Regions from separate parts of the Rattus norvegicus genome. Here regions 1 and 3 are each linked to region 2. Evidence: chromatin contacts called from public Hi-C data. All regions are on one chromosome and are shown on one strand. The core of a region is the stretch at or near the end of the contact, and the rest is flanking DNA. Distances in the headings are between cores, read along the strand shown.

Region 1 (2,700 bases), core at 121-2,620, 200 kb after region 2:
GGCCTGTGAGCGAGTTGACAGAAACCTTTTCCGATTTTCACTGTGTGGACAATAACAGAACCCACCCATAGAGGATCATTGTTCTCGAACTCAGATCTCACTGTGATGTTCCCATAGATGCCTTCTTATGAGGAACAGGTTTCCTTGTCCTTGCCCTTTCTAGAGTACCAATCTGTACAGACGTGAACAGAGTGACAGACTGGAATCGTCGTGTGAACAGTGGAGTCTACCTGGGACCATGTTACGTCCTCAAAGAGTGTTTGTGACTGCTGCCTACTGGGGACCAGCCCTCCTGAGTCTTTGTGTGGTTCTATGCCATGGTAGGTGATACATGGGTGGAGACAAGGCCCTCTGCAATTCTTTGAATACCAGCGTGGTGACCGACACCTGAAAACACATGGGGGATGTCACCCCAGTCTATCTGGGTCTACTGGCGTCACTTTAGTATCAAGCATTCATCAATGCTATGGTGTCAGGAGCTTTACTAGGGATGAGCAAGAGAGGGAACGGGACACACAGCATGTCTTCAAGGAGCACTTATTTAGATGGCGGAGACAGACTGAACTACATGTGAGTAGTTCAAAGGCAAGGCTCTCTTAACTGCTCCGTATCCACACAAAGAAAGGACAAGGCTTGGGATCTCACCCGTTCCCATGGCAGGAAGGGGACCAGCTAAAAGGCTAGGAGAGGTTCCCCGCTCCCGATGTCTCTATCTAGTCTAGGCTGCAATACAGTGGGCTATGGGGGCAGAGTTCTGTCGTAGGCGTCACTCTGGGCTGGGCATTTGGAGAGAAAGCAGTTTAAGGCCCACCAGGGACTCCAGCCTCTAGAGCTGCAGGCTTCTGACTGCAGTGACACGGGTAGGGTCACTGTCCTGCTCCACAGCTCCATTCTTTTCGGCAGTAGTTGAGTCAAATGCCCCCTTTCCTGCCCTAAGCTATGGAGGACCAGAATGGTCATTTGATCTGACCCTCTGCTTCCACACAGGGGCATTCTTACTTGGGCAGATGTTCAAGAATCTACAGAGAGAGAGAGAGAGAGAGAGAGAGAGAGAGAGAGAGAGAGAGAGAGAGAGGTTGGAGTCCCCATTTGTCTCCCTGCTCTGTTTTAATGGCAGAGGGTGGGGGTGGAGATGATTGTGGGGGAGCAGCTGGGCAGTGAGGGGACTTGTAGGTCAGAGCTTGACAAGGGGACTTGGGTCACCCAGGGAAAATATGGCCTCGATCTCTACTGGCAGATTCCCAGTGACGCTCTGTTCCCCACCTGCTCTCCTCCCCCCCTCCAAGTGCCGCTGTCCCCACATGCACGGAACAGAGAGGCGATGATGAATTTCCCCCGAACGGCAGTACAGACAGTCATAAATAATGCTTTGCTCTTTGGTGACGGCACTTTCCATTAGAGCTGCCTGTGCTGGGCTCTTGCTACCCCCAGTCTTCTGCCGGGGACTTGCAGTAAAATTTATCAGCGAGCTTTCTGCACCTAATAAATCATCCCCTCTGGGAGCCATCTGGCAGATAAGGCCATGAGAACCCACATGCTCTGCAGATGAGGAGTCGGAGTGAGAGACAAACCTAGCTGGGCTGCCCCAGGCCCCGCTGACAGGGACTTGCTCTCTACCAGGGTGCTGTCAGGTTGCTCTTGGCTTCTTCCTCAGGCTGCGGGACAGAGGCCCTGGCTTTGGAAGCTATCCGCACTCATGGAACTATATGGGGCCAGGCCTACAAATGACATCTTTCTTGTACTCCTAGATGTGCAGAGGGTACATGGGTCTGACCTAGGCAAGAGTGGGGAAATCTCAAAGCCACGCTGGTGATGGGAGGGGCATGGGTATCTCTTAGCTCACTCCTTGGAATGTTCTAGATGCTTCTGCTGGGAGGAAATGTTCTAGAAGCACCATTTAATTCAGGGAAACTTCATGCTTGTGTCCCCACGGCATAAGAACCATATCTGTTATGATGGAGTTTTCCATCAGATATGGGCTACTTTCCATAATAGATACTGAAACAAATCCTAAGGGAAGTTACCCAGGAAAGTAGAGATGTATCGGTTCTACTCACGGTTCTTCTCTTAAGCCATTTTTTTTTGTTTTTTTCTTTGTTTGTTTTTTATAGTGCTGGGATTGAGCCCAGGACTTTGTACAACCTAGACAGTACTCTACCTTTGAGCTACGCTGGTAGCCTACCTTTAAGGCATTTTCAGGACTCTTGGAGAGACTCTCCTAAGCTTTCTTGGGAGGTAGGCACACCCACTATGTAAACTAGTCAGAATGCTTCCAGGATGTGAGCCACAGCTGGGGAAGAGCGGCTGTGTTTTTAATCTCGTGGTCACAGTCCTTAGTGTCTTCATGTGTATGGTAAATCTTCATGCGGTGTGGTGGGTAAAGCATCCTGATTAGCACGTGATAGTGACACAGCCATCCACATGTGGAAGATGGGGATGGAGCATGGACGGCTGGGATAGAGACAACCTCATCACCACTAGATATGCCGAGAATGGATGAATGTGATCCAGACTTAACCATGCACACTGAACAGTCTTGTTCTGGGTGTGTGTATAACCTGGGTGCTTGGGTAACACTAAGAGGCATTCTGAACCTGCTTTCTTGTTTCTAAAATAGTATGCAAAGGGAAGACACTCTTACTTGGGTGTGTGATTTTTGATATTGGTGCTATTATAATGTCTTCTAACTTCTTACTTGCT
Region 2 (2,700 bases), core at 89-2,588:
CCGCCACGGAGTTGAGCTTGGACGAGGGCGGCGGGTCGGGCTTGCCGATCTGCGAGCAGGTCTGGGCTAGCAGAGCCAAAGGACTCTTCTTGGCGTCCAGCTGCGGGAGACAGTGGCAAGGGGGAATGAGAAGACGGTGAGAATAGGAGACCCACCAAGTGCGCAGGGAGGCAGAGTCAGGCACCGGGGGAATGACGGGGGCCTAGAGAAGAGGGTCACCCAAAGAGGGCCTGGCTCTGGCGGAGCAGCTGGGCAGAATGGCACTAGCCTTGTGGGTTAGTCCCTGAGTGTGTCATGGGCGCTGGCGCGCAGGAGAAACGACTCAACAACGGCCCTCCCAGATAAAGATGACTTCGCTGTAATCGGGGTGGTGATTCTCCCCCCTTTTTAATCTAATTTTCCCATCTTTTTGGCCCAGGGAAAAACTTAAGCCTTTAGTTTGGGAGAACTTCGTTTGGGACGGGTTTCTGGTGATGGCGCTCGGGGTAAGAGTAGGGAGAGGCGCCTTCTAAAGGCAGAGCCGCAGTTGGCCCTGTGAGTAGCCCCTCCCTCTCTCATTCCCTCTCTCCCTCCCTCCCTCCCTCCCTCCCAGGGAGGACACCCTGAGAAGTAGGGTGAAGAAAGACCCAGGATCGCGAGTGCCTGGTTTTCTGCACTGTGCCCCACCAGGCCGCGGAAGATGCAGAGGGACACCTCTGGCTTCCAAGAGAACAGATCGGGGTGGAGGCGAGGGAGGTCCAGAAGCAGTCTTTGGACAGGACTCTAAGGGGCCACAGAAAAAGTAAAGGACTCTGGGCACCACAAGAGCAAATCCAGCCCTATAGAAAACATGCAGCTCCAAAGGGCGAGTGGGCAAAAACCTTCCACCCAGGAGTCTAGGGAGAACCTGGAGGGGTCTGATTCCTGCCTTCCGTCCCTCCTCAGGAGCTCCGCCAGCGTGGCCAGCTTCGGGCCTCTCGTCCCACTGAGCTACTGGGGGCGGGGGGGGCAGGGAGCAGAGCCAAGGGCCCAGCATGGGTGGAGGAGTGGGTTCAGTTCTAGGTGGGCAGCGCCGGGAGACTGACCTCAATGGGGCTGACGGGAGTGGAGGACAGCGGTTGCAGGTACTCCGGGTGCAGGAGGTGACCGGTGTGAGCGCTCAGCATCTTCAGGACCCTGATAGGGAGCCGGTTCGCCTGGCGCAGGGGGTCCGCCGGGGGCAGGAGGGACACCACTGCCGGCACCGCCGGCCTCTTCCCGCCGCCGCCGCTGCCGCCGCTGCCGCTGCTTTCGGGTGTCCTTGGGTTAGATCCAGCGGGCGAATCGCTCATTTGGAGGAGGCAGCGCCACTGGGGGGGCGGGGAGGGAGGGGAAGCTCCGGGAGGCGAGCTCCGGGGGCGGGTGGGCTCGCTCCGCTGCGTCGAACGCCGTGCAGCAGCCGCTGCGCCTCCGTGCCGCCTCCCCTCCTCCACCGCCGCCGCCGCCGCCGCCGCCGCCGCCGCCGCCGCCGCCGCCGCCGCCGCTAGCCCAGGCGAGCAACACAAAAACCTTCGCCTTCCGCGAGCTGCACGTCAAATAGCCGCGATCTGCAGCCACACTTCAAAGGGATCGCCGCGCCCGCCCAATCGCAGCTCTCTCCCGGACCCCGGGGCGGGGAGAGCGGAGGGCGGAGGCGGGCGCCGCCGGTGGGCGGGGAGAGTCTTAAAGCGCCCTAGCCCGTCGCCGCCTCCCGGCCTTCGCCGCGCGCTGGATCCGCTTTCCTTTGCGGGTTGTGCCCAGCTGCCCTAGCCAACGGGTCACACAAGGGATGGGACTTCTGGACACGGGCTCTGCGCCCTCTCCTGCGCTGGCTCTCCTGTTGCCCGCTGCTTCCCACTAGTGTCTAGGGTGGAGACCGGAGTGGGAACGCACGGCGCCTGCTCCGGTCCTAGGATCCAAGCCTCTCCCCGGGGCCGCCTGGGGGCGGACTACGCCTCGGGAGCTCGGCCGGTTCTCCGAGCTGCTTCGGCCGGTTCTCTTTCCCCTAATTGGCTTCTCCCGGATGTGTTCACTTGGAAGCACCGAAGCCTTGGGGGCATCCACTATTCCCTGGGCGCTGCCTGGACCCTTCCAACTACTTTGAGCTTGTCCAGTCAGACTGCAAATTGAAAGACTCCCTTCCAGGAGGGATGGTCTAGGTGAAGCGTGGTTGAAGGTTGCCTCCCTTGGCAAGGAGCGCTGCCTCAAAGCTCCTGGGACGCCCCGGGGGCGCCCTGAATTATTGATCGTGTTTAGGTGTGTTTCAGGGTTCTTGTCCCGTTTAAAGTCGTAAAGCTACCTCACCCTGCTGTGACGAGCTGCTGCTTGGCGGCGGCGACGTGGTTAGGAGTCGCATCAAAGTAGAGGCCGGTATCCTAGAGGAGGGGGGGGTGTCTCAGCACTGCAGAGTGATACAAACTCCAGAGACTGCTCTTGGTTTTTCCCCCAGGGAAACTTCGAAATAAAACTTTTTTTTTTATTGATAATAACAGTACCCTCTCGGATTCCCCCAAGCCTTCCGGAAAAAGTATGTATTTACACTTGTCAGAGATTTTTTTTTTTTAATTTTTACATAGTCATGGACCTGACCGTAAAGTTCTAGATTCTTGTCTCAATAAGCTGAGAATGGTGCTTTGTGTCCCAGCTCTGGAGTGACCACTTTTGCATGCCCTCAGTGGCCAGTGGAGGCGCGCTGGTGTCGCC
Region 3 (2,745 bases), core at 163-2,662, 150 kb after region 2:
TCATCTAGTACAGACCATGTGGAACTGCAAGAACTTCAAGCCCGGAGGCACTGTCGGTGCTCTGCAAGAGCTGCAGCCAGGCTCAGAAGTGCTGCTTGTTTCTATGTATATATGCTGTGCGTTGGCTTTTCTTTCTTGTCGACCTTCCAGTCACTCCTAAATTCGGTTCCGTTCTCTGCCTCTCCCTGCCTGCCAGTGCTCCATGTTCCCAGCCAAGCAGTGACATTTCCCCAAGCACAGACTGTGCCATTTGAGAGCCCCAGATAGACTTCATTTCAGGGGTTTGACTCCTCCCGTCTCCTATGGTGCCTGTGTGTGTGTCTGGGGGTGTGTGTGTGGGGGGCTTGAATCCCTAATACAAAGGAAACCAAGAGTCATTCACCAGGATCTAGACTTAATAAGTAATTCACAGAGCCCAACAAATGGCCCCACTGTCCCATGGAGGCTACACCTGGATGGAGGTGGATTCATCAGCATCTTGAATTGTTCTGTCTGAACGTCCCAACCCTCTTCTGAGGGTACTGGGGGCAAAGGGAGGCTTCTTCTAGTCACTGTTCTACTTGGGGACAGATGGCCCCAGGCCTCCTCTCCAAGTGTGCTCTCCCTTGCTCCAGTGGCCCTGAGAGATAGTTTTGCTCACTTTCTGGCTTTCTTATCCTACCTTCCAGGTACAGGAAAGCATTACTTAGTCCCATCTAAGCTTGGTACTTGTTTCCAAGGGCCAGATGACCCTGCCAACTGCAAAAATGGCTTCCAGGTCAATGTAGAGTCGGGAAGCTTCTGGCTGTGCTTGGCACAGGTCCGCAAATGTTTCTTGCGGCTTCCCTGGTGCCTGTCTGGCCCTTCGCCTCCAGAGGCCTCTGATGTGGACCCCTTGTTGGGTTTCTATCTTCATGCTTGGCCCTTGAAGACATCTCTTCTTTCACTTTGTCGAAGTATAGATTTATGAAGCAAACGGAAGCAAGAATGGGATACAGGCCTTTGATAACAGTTAGCAGAATACTGGCCCTTCTCTCTGTAAAAGGTCTTCATCGTTCCTTCTTTTCAAACCTCCTATGGTTTTTGTTTTTGTTTTTCAGAGGAGGGATGCTGAAGGCTCTTCTTCCCTTTGAAGCAAGCTCTTGGTGAGCTCTCGGGCTTCCTTATTGCCTCATTTCCAGTTGTCCCCACGATGGCTGAAAGGAGCTGGGTTGGATGGGTGATAGGCATAGAGAGACAGCCAGAGGTGTTGTGGCTGGGGAGATGCTCTGAGCTGCCAAGGGCTTCCACATATTAGCTTCCAGGTGACCACATACAAGATGGGAGGGGCTTGGTGGGACTGTGGGAGGAGACTTGGCACCAGAAAGAAATGTATCCATTTAATTTCCTATTCTTACTAATGTCTATTAATATGATTTGCAATTCTGGGGATCCTATCCAGGGCCTTGCTCATCCTAGGCAAGTGTTCTACAGAGGAGCCACGTGCATCCTAGAATAGACTTTCAGTGATGGGCCCCACGTGCTTCTCTTTCTCTCTCCACACTGTCTCTCCTGGAGCTTCCTTGGCTGACGCTAGTAGGAGAATGGACTGGTACTTTGAGAAGGTTCCCCTGACTGCCAAGAGAGGGAACTGTCCGTAGGGTAGAGACCATGAAGCCAAAAAGGGGTGAGCAGCCAGGCTCCCTTCCTTTGGGGAGGCTGAGGACGACTTGCTTGGGTTGTGACTGGCCTCTGAGTCCCTGTCTTGGTCTTCGAGATGCCCTGTCTGAAGCATGTTGGAATCCTCTCACCCCACCCATTTGTTTTAAATGCCATCAAATAAATGTAATTCTTTAAGGACTATGAGTACACGGCACTGAAAGGCTGTCTACCGTCATTGAGATCATCAGGAACTGAGTGGAACAACAGCCCTTAAGGATCTGCCGTGGCCAAGGCTTTGAACACGCGGCTCCCTTCACAGGGTTGCTGCTGACAACAGCTGTCATTATATTGATGGGCATGTTCATAGAGTGCCTTTCATGTGCCAGGCATGCTCTCATCCGATCTCCACAATAACCCTTTTATTTCCAACTGACAGGCTAAGGAAACAGACTTAAAGAGCTTGAGTAACTCGCCCAAGGCCATCAACTACCTCAGCAGCAAGGCTGGGCCCTGGCCTCAGCCGTCACCCTGCACCTCACTGTCGGGAAATAGTGAGGGAGGAGCTGCCACAGGCGAGCAGGATGAAATCAGATGGGTATGACTACAGAGGCCACAGGGACCCTCGGGATCCAGAAGAGAGGAAGGTGTGCAGGGGACTAAGACTCAGTCTGGATTTAGGCGGGCGAAGGGTACTTCAGGTCTTTCAGGATGGATTAGATGATATAAGTGGGTGTGAGGCAGGTGAGGACCAGGGAAGAGAGCAGAGAACAATGGGGGCACAGCTTAGTGAACTAGTCGGAAGGAAGAAGACACGTGCAGCTAGACACTGGTGTCCCCGTGCATTCTTTGTACAATTATTATAATTTTTTGCAGGGGTTGGGGGAGAGAATGAATAAACCCAGTTTAAGTCCCAGGTCTTCAACAGTAAAACAGGATTTTTTTTTTCTTGCTACTTTAACAGAATGCCTGGTGCTGGATAGCTTTATAAAATAGAAGGCCGTTTGTCTGTCAGCGCTGAAGCTGGGAAGTTCAGGGGCATATCAATGGCAAATGTGACAGTCACCTCAGGCGGGAAGGCAAAAAGACTACTATGGGAGAGAAAATCAGGCCTCTCTCTCTCTCTCT

The links. A called contact is a pair of places that touch in the nucleus more often than the background predicts.
Region 1: a Hi-C map of psoas muscle shows a contact between it and region 2, with 2.6 times the contacts expected there. The contact joins the enhancer-like site here to the promoter of Zfp703 in region 2. A contact is called at or near these places in 1 of 12 Hi-C or Micro-C datasets (psoas muscle) and 1 of 1 datasets of contacts at active chromatin or transcription factors (oligodendrocytes).
Region 3: a Hi-C map of psoas muscle shows a contact between it and region 2, with 2.6 times the contacts expected there. The contact joins the promoter of LOC120097505 here to the promoter of Zfp703 in region 2. A contact is called at or near these places in 3 of 12 Hi-C or Micro-C datasets (frontal cortex, mammary epithelial cells and psoas muscle).

The regions. Positions count from the first base shown.
Region 1 is chr16:71,980,686-71,983,385 of GRCr8, forward strand. The region is part of intron 3 of LOC120097505; the gene reads left to right. Among named protein-coding and RNA genes, the nearest start is that of Rpl21l3, 160 kb to the left of the region's middle. Within about 2 kb of position 1,371, at least 4 of the 93 cell types and tissues checked have an H3K27ac peak or open chromatin away from gene starts, as enhancers often do.
Region 2 is chr16:71,782,172-71,784,871 of GRCr8, forward strand. It overlaps Zfp703 (zinc finger protein 703), which reads right to left and starts at 1,339. Exons shown (of 2, transcript NM_001109425.2): 1 at 1,065-1,339; 2 at 1-100. The coding sequence starts at 1,310.
Region 3 is chr16:71,932,698-71,935,442 of GRCr8, forward strand. LOC120097505 reads left to right here and starts at 1,413. Exons shown (of 6, transcript XM_063275894.1): 1 at 1,413-2,745.